2 separate regions of the Danio rerio genome follow, and region 1 is linked to region 2. The links are chromatin contacts, called in public HiCAR-type maps. All regions are on one chromosome and are shown on one strand. Each heading gives the region's core, a stretch centred on a gene start, on an enhancer-like site or on the middle of the called end of the contact. The rest is flanking DNA. Distances are from core to core; before and after follow the strand shown.

The links. HiCAR-type assays count read pairs that join an accessible place to other places.
Region 1: a contact with region 2 is called in a HiCAR-type map of caudal fin, with 6 times the contacts expected there. The contact joins the promoter of fzd4 here to the promoter of dync2h1 in region 2. A contact is called at or near these places in 1 of 18 Hi-C or Micro-C datasets (caudal fin) and 3 of 4 datasets of contacts at active chromatin or transcription factors (caudal fin, embryo and gastrula embryo).

The regions. Positions count from the first base shown.
Region 1 is chr15:48,064,436-48,067,722 of GRCz12tu, reverse strand. It overlaps fzd4 (frizzled class receptor 4), which reads right to left and starts at 1,469. Exons shown (of 2, transcript NM_001305469.1): 1 at 982-1,469. The coding sequence starts at 1,218.
Region 2 is chr15:47,926,844-47,930,368 of GRCz12tu, reverse strand. It overlaps dync2h1 (dynein cytoplasmic 2 heavy chain 1), which reads left to right and starts at 1,766. Exons shown (of 90, transcript NM_001423300.1): 1 at 1,766-2,045.

The DNA.
Region 1 (3,287 bases), core at 220-2,719, 140 kb before region 2:
CTTTAATCACGAGATTCTCCAGCAAACAAACATGGGAATCCTAGTGGGAGGTTTTGTCTCTGCTGAATCAATAAAACAACAACTGCCTCTGTCTTCAGTGCTCACACACACACACATACATACACACACATACACACGCACTTATGATGAGGACATCATACTGTCTTCAGAATAATCAACTTAGAATTATACCTAACGTGTGTTCGCAGTAAGTTTTTGATATATTTAGAATTAAGTTCAAATATATTAAGCATGTTTATGAACACTTTGGTTAAAATATTATGTCTTGCATGCTTATGAAGAATTTTTACCAATGTAGGAAGATAGATGTATGTTTTTAGAGGTTTTCTTTAGCATTTATTAAGGACAATTACTGAAATTTGATCATCACAAGTATAATGAGACAAACACTGTAAGGCAGAGTATAGTGTGTGTGCGTGAGTGTGGATTCTATACTCCTGCTGTGCGCACAGATTAGGTTCCTATTTATCCAAACTACTGTACTATAAGTAAGTACTTTATTGGCACAGTGATTTAAATATTTTTTTTTTAATATTACTATAACTTTAATAAGATTTGCACATCACAAATACTTCATAAAAATAAATCTACAATGTTCATCATAACAATAAGACATAAAATAAAATTAAACACATTTTTGCAACTTTGTCATTTTATTTAAGGGTAAATATAGTATAAACAATTATTACTATTATAAATCATTTTTCTACACTCTTTCTATGACCATTATACAATTAATACTGATAATAACAACAAAAATGATTACGAATAATAATAATACTACTAGTATTTTATCTTATTTGTTACTTTTTTACATAATTATGATGATTTATAATACTTTTAGAAGTGTTGCTTCATTATGAAGCCAAGATTTGAAAGCTGAGTGCAGTACTTCTGTGTGATGTGTGTGTGTAGGGTCTGGTTACAGTGTGTGTGTGTGTGTGTGTTGTAATCTCTCACCTTCAGCTGGCTCGAGCAGCCGTACTGTATGAGGGGTGTAAATGTGGTCAGTTGCAGCTCGGCGTCGGATTGTAGCACGTTTCCCACCAGATTCGGCATCTTGGTCACATTGTAGCCTAAATCCTGACACATGGAGATGCGGATCGGGTCGCAGGTCATCTCCTCCTCGTCCCCGAACGGGTGCGCGAGCCCGAACACGAGCACCAGTAGCGCAAACCCGAACTCAAACCGAGCCATAGCGACACAATCCGATTGATAAAAAGTCCGAGCAAATCACGGGAGCGTTAAAATTCCAGCCTACCGGAGTTCAAACGCGCCTATAGACAAAAAAACTTTCTCACAATCCCGTGCCAGAGCGAGCCAATCCGTTTAAAGTGCGAAACGGCACCGTGTCCCGTTAGTCCCGTTCCGGAGTAAACCGTACAGCGCTGTCTACTACGGGTATCAGTCGTTTTGAAGCTCGTCCGTGTGTCCGTGGCGCAGTCGCGCGGGTTCTGCCCGGTTGAGGTCTAGACGGAGACGGGACAGCTGCCCCAGGACCAGCGTCAGCCAATCACAGCCGCGCATCAAAGACAGGGGCGGGGCTTAGCGTGGCCACAATAACACCGCACAATAAAACAGATAAAGTGAGAGAGTTGTAAGTTTAGGTTGACTAGCCTGCACACCTTGTTGGTAAAATGTATATAGATAGTTAAAAACAACTCCATATTGGTTTAATTTTTGATTTACATTCTTCATTGTTTCTTGAATGTTTACAAATTATTGCTTATTAACCCAGTAATAACTGATTACAGTCAATAGAACTATAGTCTCTATTGTCTGTCTGCCATGTTACATGGTTTGTACTTATTAATACTAAAATTAATCTCTAAATGTAGTAGTAGTAGTAGTAGTAAACAAACCCATAATGACACTGATTAAAATAATATATGCATGTCATTTTATATATATATATATATATATATATATATATATATATATATATATATATATATATATATATATATATATATATATATATATATATTTCAAATGTTCTAAGGTTCAAATGGGTTGCTGCATAAAAAACATGTGCTGGATAAGTTGGCAGTTCATTCCGCTGTGTGGGGATGAAGCTGAAAAGAGAATGAATATATATATATATATATATATATATATATATATATATATATATATATATATATATATATATATATATATATATATATATATATATATATTATTATATTATTATTATTATTAGGCATGGGCCTAATAATTTTATCTATAACCTTAGATAAAAATATTACTGTTTCGCAGTATTGTGGTTACTGATCTAAAATATATTCTTTTTAAATGTCTGGGTAAAAACAAAAACTTTTTTCTTTGAACACAATATATTTTATTTTGAGAAACATTTATAATATTTTGGAGCAGTGGAAAAAAAAAAAAAAAAAAAAAAAAAAATATATATATATATATATATATATATATATATATATATATATATATATATATGTATATATATATATATATATATATATATTATTTATTTTTTTTTTTTTCAAAATTCAAATAAATCATTGCCTTCTCCTGTCTTCGTTAGTTTTAAAAACATTTTTTTACTATTAAAAACGGCATCTTTGGATATATTTAGCAAAAAAAAAACTTAAAGAACGTAAATAAAAAATCGTACACATACCTTAGGAATGGTATAGCAGAAATTTTTTAGCAGAAAAAATATATTAGGCATGGGCCGGTATAAGATTCTGATATAAAAACCTTGCACAAAAATATCAGTTTTTCACAGTATGACGGTATTGTGATGGTCTATATTTAAATGTCTGTGTAAAAAACAACAAGTTGTTTCCCATTGAACACAATATATTTTATTTAAAAAAAAAACATTTCAGATATTTTAAAGCAGTAAACATGTTTCAACAGTAAACATGGCTGAATAATTAAAATAAACAATAGACATCTGCTATCTTCATGAGTTTAAATAACTATTTGACAAGGTGTTTTTCAAATAAGCCACTGCACTGTTCAAGTCCATAACATGTTTGTATGTTGGTTTATTAGCGATTTGTTTTTACTTGTTTGCCGAATAGTGGGCTAAACAGCTTTTGATGTGGAGGTTCCTTTTCAGCTGGTGATACTGTTTCCATAAAAATTACCAGGTTTTAATACCTTGACTTTTTTCAAAACGTGGTAAACCTTGAAACCGGTGATCGTCCCATCATATATAATTAAAATATATATAATCAGTCTTAGTTTTTTCCTTCACTTTCGTCAATTGTTAAAACTTTGTTCCTCGCCACTGACTT
Region 2 (3,525 bases), core at 517-3,016:
AGACAGACAGATAGATAGATAGATAGATAGATAGATAGATAGATAGACAGACAGACAGACAGACAGACAGACAGAAGACAGACAGACAGACAGACAGATAGAGAGAGAGAAAGAGAGAGAGAGAGAGACAGACAGATCGATGGACAGACGAACGGACGGACAGACAGACAGACAAATAGATAAATCGACAGACAGACAGACAGACAGACAGATAGATAGATAGATAGATAGATAGATAGATGGACGGACAGATGGGACAGATGGATGGATGGATGGATGGATGGATGGATGAATGGATGGATGGCCGGACGGACGGGATAGATAGATAGATAGATAGATAGATAGATAGATAGATAGATAGATAGATAGATAGATAGATAGATAGATAGATAGATAGATAGATAAAGAGAGAGAGAGAGAGAGAGAGAGAGAGAGAGAGAGATAGAGAGAGAGAGACAGAAAGATCGACGGACAGACGAACGGACGGACAGACAGACAGACAGACAGACAGACGAATGGATGGATGGATGGATGGATGGATGGATGGATGGATGGATGGATGGATGGACGGACGGATGGGATAGATGGATGGATGGATGGATGGATGGATGGATGGATGGATGGATGGATGGATGGCCGGACGGACGGACGGACGGACGGACGGGATAGATAGATAGATAGATAGATAGATAGATAGATAGATAGATAGATAGATAGATAGATAGATAGATAGATGGATGGATGGATGGATGGATGGATGGATGGATGGATGGAATGGAATGGATGGATAGACAGACAGACGGACGGACGGACGGACGGATGGACATACGGGCAGACGGACAGATAGATAAATGGACGGACGAGCAGGATAGATAGAAAGGTAGGTAGGTAGGCAGGTAGGTAGACAGACAGACAGATAAATAGACACAGACGAACAGATAGATAGATAGATAGATAGATAGATAGATAGATAGATAGATAGATAGAGAGAGAGAGAGAGAGAGAGAGAGAGAGAGAGAGAAAAACAGACACAGACGGACAGATCATGTGCGGATCTGCGCGTCACTGTTGAGCACCCAATGGGTCAGAACATTGTATCCTTAGGGCAGTGGTGTGTATCAGGATGTTAATGCACCAACACAAAGCAAGACTGTTGACAGAGTGGTTTGATGAATATGAAAGTGAAGTTAAACATCTTCCATGGCCTGCACAATCACCAGACCTGAATGTTATTGAGCACTTTGAGGTGTTTTGGAGGAGTCAGGAAAGGGTTTCCTCCACCGGCATCACGCAGTGACCTGGCCACTATTCTGCAACAAGAATGGCTCAAAATCCCTCTGGCCACTGTGCAGGACTTATCGATCATTCCAAGATGAACTGATGCTGTATTGGCCACAAAAGGAGGCCCTACACCAGGGGTGTCCACACTCGGTCCTGGAGGGCCGGTGTCCTGGAGAGTTTAACTCCAACCATAATCAAACACACCTGAACTAGCCAATCAAGCTCTTACTAGGTATACTAGAAACTTCCAGGCAGGTGTGTTGAAGCAAGTTGGCCCTCCAGCACCGACTACTAATAGTACACCATACTAATAAATTATTGTGGTCTAAAACCTGGCGTTTCATTTTCATTGTCCAGCCTCTGTATGCTAGTCATGCATACAAGCAAAAACACAGAAAGCTTTTTAAAGATTTTGTACGCTCGTTTCTGTACGTACGCGCTCGTTATTCACGACACATTTTACGTCACGACGTAGCCGTAGTTGCTTTGGCAACCGCGCCAGCTTCACCGCTAATGCGCCACAACATTCATTTCTTCAGCACATCCACCATCCAAATGCCTTGAATTAGATGTTGATGATTATTTTGAAACCGAGCACCAAGCCTGCTTTCCATAAACCCTTTCGTTCAGGGTAACGGATTATTAGTTTTATTTTGCAGGAGTAAATTCTCTTGAGAAGGATGGCTGTTAGCGTGACTGTTAGCCTAGCGTGCTAATCCTCCAGCAGAACTGCACAAACTCTCAACATCCGACTTCTGCACACCGTAAGAGACTGTTATTTCTTCATTTATAATATCTCATGATATTTTCCAGCAGACATATTTATACATTCTAGTGTTATATGAGTAGTCATAGCGCATTTTCTTGTCGTTTGTTGTGTGAACAGGAATTACACTGCACTAAACCTAATGACGTTTTATTATCAGTCAGTTTGTTACAAAAATGCACGTAAACTAGACTGACAAACCATTTTAAACGCATATAGCCGATATTAGAATTGATATAGTTTGCATGAAATAGTAATACTAACTTTTAAGATCCTAAAAGCTTTGCAATGTGACATTTTGTTCTAAACTTTAGTAAGATAAATGTTTATCATTTGAGAAATGATATCACTTGGATATAATTCAATTCATCTTTATTTCTATAGCGCTTTTACAATGTAGATTGTGTCAAAGCAGCTTAATATAGAAGTTCTATAACTCAATAACAAGTATACATCATATAACTTGATAATATGAAATAGGGCTGCACAATATTGGCAATAACTGTCATTGCAATATTTAGTTTTTCTGTGATTTATGTTGCGATATGAATATAATTTCAAAATCAAAAGATGACTAATTGTAATTGATTTAAATTAGCACTGCAAAAGTCTTTACTGTATAATTCATTCCATAAAAGTATTCTTTATTAATAAATAATATATGTTTCTGATTACTTTGAACTCTGTCAGACCTTAAAAACAAGTGCAAATGATAACCATTCACTCGATTATGGTTAAACTCTCTAACAACTTTACAATTCTCATGTTTTTCTGAACTGTTTCTCCTGGTCAAATTTAATCATAACTGAACATTGCATATACGGCTATGTGACTATTGTGCATGTCCACATTGTGATATTGTTGCTGTAGCAATATATTGTGCAGCCCAAAAAAAAAAATAAAATAAAAAAATAAATAAATAAATAAATAAAAAAAATATATATATATATAATTGTTATTAAATAAATAAGTAAATGCCTAAACATTCTTCCTTTTGTTTGGTGAAAACAGAAAGTTAGTTCACGCTAAAGTTTCACATATGTATTAACATTTTTTTTTCTTCATTGTGGAAATATACACATATAATATAAATATAATATAAATTTTTGTTGTTTGTGTAACAGGAGTGCAAGTAGTAAACTGCATTAAACCAAATGACGTTTTATCTGTCAGTTATTAAAACTATTATGTTTGAAATGTGTTGAAGAAATCTTCTCTCTGTTAAACATAAATTAGGGAAAAAATAAATAGGGTGTCAAATAATTTAGGGGGGCTAATAATTCTGACTTCATCTGTGTACATATATATTTCTATATATATATATATATATATATATATATATATATATATATATATATATATATATATATATATATATATATATAATTGTAATTAAATAAATGAGTAAATACTGAAACATTCTTCCTTGTCTTTATTTACACATTATTTACACAAATTTTCAAATATTTATTAATTAT